Linked DNA regions of Oryzias latipes: region 1 is linked to region 2. Evidence: chromatin contacts called from public Hi-C data. All regions are on one chromosome and are shown on one strand. Each heading gives the region's core, a stretch centred on a gene start, on an enhancer-like site or on the middle of the called end of the contact. The rest is flanking DNA. Distances are from core to core; before and after follow the strand shown.

Region 1 (4,458 bases), core at 1,016-3,515, 220 kb after region 2:
AGCTGGATTGTTCTTTTCTTTTATTCTGAAACTTGATTTTTGGGTGGTGATGCTGTGGTTTACAGAGATTACAGGCGGCTGTGCTCCAAGCTTTGGGCGGAGACCTGCGGCTCCAGCAGTTCTAGAAGGGAATCAAACCACAGGCCTGTCATCAGAAGACAAGAGGAAAACCAGCAACACCACCAGCAGAACAGGGAATTACTGCTCAACACGTGATCCAAGGTGCAATCGAAGAATAAATCCTTAAAGTTGAAAAGAATAACTAAAGGAAGAGCCCTATTGCCTCGTCGCAGGAGGGCCTGGGTTCAAATCCCGGCTGCGTCCAGTCTGTGTGGAGTTTGCATGTTCTCCTCGTGTACGAGATGGTTTGCTCCGGTTCCCTTCCACGGTCCAAAAACATGCTTCATGGGTAAAATAGTGAATCTAAACTGTTCCTGGGTATGAATGAGAGCGTAGCCCTGAGACAGTCTGATGACCTGTTGAGGGTGTACCAACCCGGCCTTTTACCCAACAGTAGCTGGGATAGGCTCCAGCAACCCTGTGACCCCAAAAGGGATTCAGCGGGCTCTGAAGATGGATGGATGGATGGATGGATGGATGGATGGGCTTCACAAAAGCAAAACTAAAGAACATCTAATGTTTTCTTGTAACAGGAAAAAACGTATACGACTGCAATAGAAGAGAAAGACAAACATTTTTCATCGTTTTAACAAAAGAATACAATTAAAGATCCGTTCCGATTAACATTTATCTGATGATGGAGGACATATTTAAAGAGAATTAAGCTCCAAATTGCTTTTCAGAGCGTTTCTTCTATCAAATTATTGTGAATCCAGAGTAGAAGAAGCAATGGAACTAAAAAAAGCTTGAAGCAGCGATATAGAAGATGTATAGATATCTTTCTCAAACTTTTATTACTTTTATTATTTTTACTCTGTTTTTAGTAAGTTCAATTATTTTGATGTTTTTATGACTATTTGTCCCTCAAGTACTTTTTAAAATTTCTTTCTATTAAATGTATTGTGGATTTTGTGGAGCAATGAATGGATATGTAAGTTCCCTCAGGATTAATAAAGTCCATCTCTCTATCCATCCAACTGTGCGGCCCGATAACTACAATATTTCTCGCCATTTTGTTGCACTGCTAATGTTATGTTGGGCTTGCAAAGGGCTGTGAGCTAGCTTAAGGGAGAGGGATCTTACAACAGCCCCACCCAAAACTCAGAGGTGAATTTCTATTGAACTCCTGCCGCTCTGCAGAAACAATGTCCTAGAAAACAACGGTTTTTGATTTGGGCTCAAACCAGCGTCATCATAATCAAAAGGACCACTTTGGAAAAAGATCACAAGATGATCAAAGTGGGACTTTAAAAAAGCATCTTTGTGAACAAACAAAATGCTCTGAATAAACTGTCTTGTTCTGTCATTTGGTTAATCAATTTTTTTATGTTAATCAATCAATCAATCACACACGTTTACTATCACACGGTGTGATTGATTGAGTGTCAGGAAGGGAATTTGGCTACAAATCTCTGCCAAAACAACCTGCAATGTGCAAATCAGTGAAAGCTGGATCCCTGAGAGGATATCCCGAGCGATGAACAGCAATCAAACAATCAATCAAACAATCAATCAGAACAGAGTTGTGTCAGAAGGGCGTCTGGTGTAAAAAAATCTTCCAAAAGCACCTGTGCAACATATGCCGAACGATGAACAGCAACCAATCAAACAACCAATCAAACAATCTTTCAACCTACCAGCTGCTCCCTCTCAGGAAGCTCAGTCTGCACTCTTCTCCCTGTTTGGGGCGACTGACCCTTAATCCTCAGAGGTTGGGGCTTTTTGTTTCACCAGAACTGCCCCTGCATAATAATTACCTCCTGGAGCCCAAGAAGAGGGTTTTTTCCCGCCCTCAGTGTAGTTTCACAAATGAAAGGATAGAAGGATTCCTTTTTTCAGACCCCACTACCATGACCTCCCCTGAAAGCCCCGCCAGTTTGGCAGGTGAAGCCCCTCGTTTGCGCAGCAGGTCTGCGGGACGGACGTCACCTCAGCGCAGCCGCAGGCACAGACTCACCAGCAGCTGCTGCCTGCAGACAGGAGACCCCCCCCGCGGATGGATCAGGTGAGGAGGAATGCTACAGGAAAAAGTTCCGCGAGCTCCTCGGGTGAGGATGGAGACCGAGGCGACCGAGCCGGTTCTGGAGGTGGACCGAAGCGCAGTTCAGGAGGAGGTAAATGAATCCACGCAGCACAAGGAGGGAGGAAATATACGGAGCGGAGCCGAGGGGAGGCTGCTGCTGCTGCTGCTGCAGGAGGACCACACTGACACCTAGCGGCAGCAGCAGGTAAAACACTTTCTAGTTTTATTAACACGCTTTTACGAAAATGTTTTGGACTGACACGTTTTTATAATGACTTTTTTAACTAGAATTTTTTCTAGTAACAGTGCTAAATTTAAAACAGTATAAGGGCCACGATAAAAGAAAAAAAACAATGAATCTATGACAAAAATGTCTCAAAATTAGGAGTCAAAATGTCACCAGAATAAAATTCTAAATTTGTCTTTTAAAAAGTTACAATTGTATGAGGAAAAAGTTACGCTTTTTTAAAATTAAAATGGTAATTTAATGCAAATAAAGTTGTACATCTCAAAAAGGTGAAGCAGATTCGTGATCAGTGTGGCGTTTATGGAGTCAAATCAAGAGCAGCTTAAAGGGAAGAAAAAAGGACTAAGCAAATTGGAGGTAAAAAAAAGAAATGCTAAAATCTGTTTTTAATTGGAAAGTACACATTATAAACTTAAAATAAATATAAAACATTATAAATTTGAAACTTGAATGAAAAAGCTACGCTCTTAAAACTCTTGGGTTACTTCTTCTTGGGTTTACTTCTTGCGATACATTGTTGGTTTTTTTATTTTATTTCTTTTTTACCCTGAGTTCATTGTTTTTTCTAAGTTAAAATTTAACCCATAAAATGGTGTGTCCCTTTTTATCCTCTGTGTTGAGTTGAAAGCATCCGCTGACCCCTCTCCATCAGTTTACGTGGTCGACCACTTAGTGACTGAGTTGCTGTTGTTCCTAAACGCTTCCATTTTGTTCTGATAGAGCTGACAGCTGACTGATGAATATTTAGGAGCGAGGAAATTCCACCTCTGGATTTGTGTGAAGGATGTGAAAACCCTTATTACCCACTTTACAAAAAATCATGCATCTGTGATGTCATTCAGGGGGCTGGGTCAAATGTGGAGGCGGGCTGCATCTGGCCAGCAGGTGGTAGTTTGGGACCACGGCTCTAGACAGAGAGCTAAGCCAGAAGTTCCCAGCAATCTTCTACAGGACATTTGGGTCTGCCAACTCTTTCCCGGCCTCCTCACCCACCAGCGGATTCAGCTCATCATGAGCTAGTTATTGGTTGACATCTCTTCCCCTCTCTCCCTGAGTGACAAAGAAACACAGCCAATGGTTACCTAAACCGCTCCAAACCCTCTTGCCAGGGCAAGTGCACTAATAGACACACTTGTGCATGAACACTGTGTTTGATATTGGGAAACTGTGATGATCACACAAGTCCAAAAACAACACGTGGCCCATGTTCAGGTTCACCCCCATGCAGGTGCCACTGCCGTAGCCCACATGGGCATGAGGGTCACTCAAGATGACAATGGGGTTCACCATTGGGGCAGAGTTCTGTTACACACCTTCAAGGCGCAGAACATGACCTTCTGATCAACCCTTCCGGTTGAACTTCAACAACTAGCAACCAAGCTATGGCTTCTGGACAAACCCACACCAGCCCGCGCCTTCTCACCGAGAGCAACTTCAACACAGTAAATCAAGATTATCTACATAGTACCTTTCACAGACATGAGTCGCAAAGTGCTTAAGAGAACTTGAAATACAGAAACAATTTTAAAAGTACATAAAACAAGACTAGTCAGCCAGACAACGGCTCATTTGTTGGGACTGGAAAGCTCGTTTGTAGAGAAGGGTTTCACGTTGCCTTTTGAACGTGTTGACAGAGTTCAGTGAGCGTAGGGAAAGTGGGAGTTTGTTCCACAGTTTGGGAGCCACAGCTTTAAAGGAGCAATCTCCTTGAGTTAAGGGATTAAGGCAGGGCTGCTCATTCCTGGTCCTCCAGATCTGCCACCCTGACTGTTATCCAGACCTCCAAGCCTTCAGTGTCTGCTCGTTCTGTTCCCTGCCTAGTTTGCTGAGCTCTAGTACTTTGTTCAAATATGTCTTTTGTAATTAAACCCCTTGGACTGCTACAAACGCGTTTGTGGTTCTATCGGACATCTGGGTTTCCTCCTGCTTGCCTAACTGTGACATTATGAGCCGATCATGTCTGACCCAGTGGGAGGATCACAACAGCTGGGGAATTGTCAGCCTTAATTGTCACAACTGGAGCACGCTACCCCATCTCCTTCCCAAAAAGTTCAACTGGGTTCATCTG
Region 2 (5,175 bases), core at 595-3,094:
CACGGCAGCAATATGGTATTAACAGGGCTGGTTAAAAAAAACATACCGGTAAAAGTCACTGAGAGCAGCAGTAACTTATAGGTGCGTGCCACGCAGAGGTAAGTGCTGTGCAGCGTGTGCGCCGGGAGTTATCTTCCACAACAGTGACACACCGTAACAGAGCGCTAACAGGGCTGGTTTAAAAAACTCTTTGTGACGTAAAAGTCACAGAGAGCTTTCTTCATCTTCCTCCTGTGGACTGAAACCATGGAAGTCTTCCTCCTCAGTGTGGGATTGGAATAGCGTCAGACATTCTTGACCATTCTCTCTCAGTCTCTCCTTTGTTGTCGCTGTCAGTGTCACTCTGAGGTAAATTCACTCCTGTGCTTGCGCTGTCTTTTCCGTCAGACCGGCTTTTCCAAACCCGTTGGTGATGGTGGATTTTTTCACACTGATTATAATGATTGCTTTTAACTTGAAAGCTGCGTCATCTGCATTTCGTCTTGCATTTTCCATGATGAGGTTCTGTTCGTGCTATTCATTCACAAAGCGGGAATTTACATTAAACCTTTGTCTTCCTCGACACAAATACCGTACTCCCCGTCTCACTCTTAGCCTGTCTGCTCGAGCGCCCTTAGTGGCCGTTAGAAAAATTGCATTAAAAGAAAAAGAAGAAAATGCATAAATTATCCGCATCATTGAATGAGCCGCAGGGTTGAAAGCGTGTGACAAAAGTAGCCGCTTAATCCGGAAACTACGGTATTTACATGAATTTCAATTTGTCACGTGCCGAGTAGTCTGTGCCTTCACCAGGGAAGTCTTACATGTCCCAGGAATGGGTGGACCAAAGATAAAGACCAAGTCTCTAGTACCATTTTGTTATTTTGCAGGAATTTTTGTTCTCAAATTCCTAAGTCATTTTTGAGCATGTTTGAACCTACTTCCTATGTTTTTCTTTTTCATTTTGTTGCACACACCACAGTTGAAAACAAGAGAAAACCACTCTAATTGATCATGTGTCGTCATGTTTTGATCTATTTTTTTATGACAAGTACCTTTTATTGGGTATTTTATATTGGGTAAAAATTACCCAATACGGCAAAAGTGATGGTGTAACTCTTTAGAGCTAAAGTGTTCTAGGGTCAATCTCCGACAACTATCACAGACCAGCCTGGATGAGGTTGAAGTTGACCTACAATTTTTTTAAAGCTCCCAATTCATCTCCAGCCTCTACAAAGTATCTATAGCTGGTTTTTCTTCCCTAGATTTTGTGCAGAACCCATTTAAATGTGGGATAGATTTTCAATTAACTTCATCCCTAAATGTTAATTTGAGCCTATACTAATTTTTCAAAAATCACAAACAAGTCGCTCCTGTGCAAAAGTTGCAGCCTCGGCCAAACTGTACAAAAACCACGACCATACTCTGAAAAATACAGCAGATTTTTGTTCTAAAAGTGCAGGTTTTTGTGATCTTAGTCAGTTTTCTGTGATCTCCTCTTTATGTTGCTTCATCTTCTTCACAGGTCTCGAATCGTTCTTCCGTCCCGTGTCGTTATCGATCCATAAGTCCATCAGCATGAACTACCTTCGGCGGCGCCTGTCAGACAGCAGCTTTGTGGCCAACCTTCCCAACGGCTACATGATGGATCTGCAGAGGCCGACCCCGACCCCTCCAGGCTCGTCCACATCCTCCCCTGCCTCCCCTGCTGCAGAGAGGCGGCAGCCACCAAGCATCTCCACCCAAAGCTCTGCATCTGCCTCAGCGCCAGGCTCTGGGAACTTCCTCAGCTCCTTCTCCAGTGTTGTGAAGAGCGCACAGATGGCCCAGAATGTGGCTGCAGCTGCTCACGCTAAATCAGCTGCAACTACAGCAGCTGAAGGCGCAGCAACAGGGAGCAGCCAGGCAGGCAAAGTGGCGGTACGGAAGCCCAAGATCCTGCTGGTGATTGATGATCAGCACACAGACTGGTGAGTGGACGGTCTAACGATTTAGTCTGTGTAGAGAAGCTATTGTCTCAGTGTGTTTGAGTGTGTGTGTGGACAGGCCCCACCCCCCTTTTGGATTTTTATTACTTTTAAACCTGACTGTATTGATTGTAAACACCCAGCAACTTGTTGCTTTATGCTCCTTCACGGTTCTACCCCCCTCCTCTTTAATCACCCTCCTACCACCCCTAACATCCCTCTCTCTTCTTCCCCTCTTTTCTTTTCCGTCCGGTCCAACAAAAGACTGTAGTAGATATGAGTAAGATGAATAAAGCTTAGCCTAAATTACAAAAAGGGTTTATTTAAACATAAACCTAGGGATAAAACGGCAGAAAATGAACGAATGAATGAATGAATACTCATCATTCTCCTTCCTCCAAACAGAGGAATTAAGAGCAGAAAGTTCTATTTTGGTCTCATCCGACCACATGACTTTCTCCCATGATTCCTCTGGGTCATCCAAATGGTTTTTGGCAAACTTTAGACGGACCTGGACATGTGCTGGTTTAAGCAGGGGAACCTTCCATGCCATGCATGATTTAAACCATGTCCTCTTAGCGGATAACCAACAGTAACCTTGGAAACGGCGGTCCCAGCTATTTTCAGGTCGTTGACCAGTGTAGTTCTGGGCTGACTCCTCACCTTTCTTAGGATCATTGAGACCCCTCCAGGTGAAATCTTCCATGGAGCCCCATTCAAAGTGGCTTGGCAATCACCCCGTAGCCCTTTCCAGCCTTGTTGGAGGTCTACAAATTTGTGTCTGGTGTCTTTGGACAGCTCTTTAGCCTTGGCCATGTTAGTTGGTGTCTTACTGATTCTATAGGGTGGACAGGTGCCTATTATGCAGCTAACAAACTCAAATATTTAATTTAATATTTAATTGTTTCTGTTCATATTGTACATATTTTGATTAGAGATGTGATCTACAGTATTTTTTATTTTATTTTCACCACTTTAAGGCTGTTACAGTTTCATTGGATCACCATGTACAATGACAGTAAAAGGATTCTGATTCTGAAACAGGTTCTAATTTAGCATAAGAAGTGGAGGTTTACTATTTTAAGGTGGACCAATAGGTCTTTGAGGGTCAGAATTCTATCTAAAAGGCAGGGGTTCAAATCTGTATTTGCCTCACTCTACCTTTACAATTCCTATTTAAAGCAACAGTTGTGCTTTTATTTTTTATTCGACTGTACACCTTAGACATTTAGGCGAGGTCGCTGCTCTTCACTGGAACTTATTTCAAAGCTGCCGTCACCACAAAAGAATGTACTGTATCATGTTCACCTAACGTGGTTACAGGATTGCTCTTCTATTGCATGATGGGACAGTGGACTGACCTGCATTGACCTCAGTTATGCTGCTGAATTCATGTAGAGACGCATCCTCTGTGAGAATATCAGGTCAGGAGCTGAGAGGGAAAACCGCCTCCTGACAGATTATTCAGAAACAGCGAGGCGGTCTGGAATTTTCTTTAGGCTGTCTGGCTAAAATCCCCAGAGAGTTCAGTTCTCTTTTCATTGTGGTAGAACTGAGTTAAAATGGGATTTTCCTCCTAAAATCCAGCAAGAATTCTTCTAAATTTGGAAAAAGAAATTGGTTTGTGATTAACTCAATTGGTCTGGTTCAGGGGTCTGCAACCTGAGGCCCCGGAGCCTCTTGTGGCTCTTTAACCCCTAAAAAGTAACATGACTCGGACTGAAAGGTGGAATAAATGAAACTAAACAGCCAAACTTTATTCAACTAATTTACAAACAGCTCTTTTCACTCTGCGAGGCTCCTGACTACAGTACCCATAATGCTCCATCAAGCAGTGCAGCTGAGTAGTTTACCAAAGTCTTACCAAAGCATTTAGACTGGTTTCTGAACGCTGTGGAGGTCAGTAAGCCCAACTAGAATTCACACTTAAGGTGGATTTTCTACTTCAGGAAAAAAAAGATCATGGATTTAAAGTGTGTCATAAGGTCTGGAAAATCGGGTATTGGCTCTGATTTCATTTTAGTTTGTTAGATTTACCCATTTCTGTCTGAGATGCACCACAAACAGCAGAATAAAATTGTTTTTTAAATCACTGCTGACATCATAAAACCTACTGTCTGTCGCATTGAGAGGGTGTCTGATGGTACAGGGGAGTTTTACTTCATGGGAATCTCTGTCAAAACCTCATTCGTATTAAGAAAAAAACATCTATTTTTTAAGTATATTGTATGTATACCAAAAAACAATAGTTCATTTATGTTTATCATGATAGTAACATAAATACAACGCAGTATTTTATCTTCTAAAGGATGAAGTAAGACTTTGTGGCTCTTAGTTGGTGAGAAACTGACCTGAACAAGTTTTTAAGTGTTAGATTCCTGGTCTGGTTCCCTAAATTGAAAAAGAAACAGCAGAGGTATTCAGTATTTGTTCACCACGGTGCAGAGGGAGAGCGGTCAACCTCTGATTGGAGGATCCCAGGTTTGGTTCCTGCTCAAGTTTCAGTGTTTTTGCCAGAGACACTGAACCCCACGAGCTCCTGGTGGTTATAGAGGCTGGCGCCAGTGTGTGACTGTAAAGCGTAGAGAAGTACTATAGAAGTACTCGCCATGTAGGGTTTGATAACCAGAACAAGAAGGGAACATGTAGAATAAAAAAGAATAAAAAGAAATGTTATCCAGCTTTCCTATTTCTATTTGAGGATGTTGCAATAAAAGGTAAAACATGAAATGAGATCCGTCTCTGCTGATATACAGTATTACATTATTTTTTTAAATATTTTGTTTAATCATGTGACTGATGTAGACTAGTGCTGTGCTTTTCAACCGCTAGTGTTGATGTTCAGGTGTGCCGCGGGAAATGGTTCGTCTTCACTGATCTAAAGACATTCATCGTCTCCGAGTTCATCAACAAAGGTGCAGGTTTCACACGGAGTAGTTCGCAGATAGCTTTGGGGAGCTCTTCAAAATAAAAGCATCGGATCTCTCAGAATCTTCCATCAGGAGTGCAAGAAAACCGTTTTGACGGTAGCTCCGCCCAGACGCGACGGGAGTGTCAGGTTTATAGACACCTTAGTATAAGCATCGAGCAGCGACTTTAAAATAAAGGCGGCGGACGCGAATCTGATGCAGACAGTTAATCTAAACGATTTACTGCTTTGTGTTTACGTTATCGTTGCTAGAACCGGGGCTAGGGATCCGTACGAATCATCCGTGGACCCCTAGGAGCT

The links. Hi-C and Micro-C count contacts between places; a contact is called where the count stands out from the background.
Region 1: a contact with region 2 is called in a Hi-C map of fibroblasts, with 1.9 times the contacts expected there. The contact joins the promoter of rerg here to the enhancer-like site in region 2. A contact is called at or near these places in 2 of 5 Hi-C or Micro-C datasets (embryo and fibroblasts).

Annotation. Positions count from the first base shown.
Region 1 is chr23:2,512,879-2,517,336 of ASM223467v1, forward strand. It overlaps rerg (ras-related and estrogen-regulated growth inhibitor), which reads right to left and starts at 2,266. Exons shown (of 5, transcript XM_011490862.3): 1 at 2,078-2,266.
Region 2 is chr23:2,296,732-2,301,906 of ASM223467v1, forward strand. It overlaps LOC101161357 (synapsin-3), which reads left to right. Exons shown (of 14, transcript XM_004082870.4): 2 at 1,505-1,949. Among protein-coding and RNA genes, the nearest start is that of LOC101161357, 23 kb to the left of the region's middle. Within about 2 kb of position 1,845, at least 3 of the 8 cell types and tissues checked have an H3K27ac peak or open chromatin away from gene starts, as enhancers often do. A contact at or near this core is called in embryo, where this site is marked.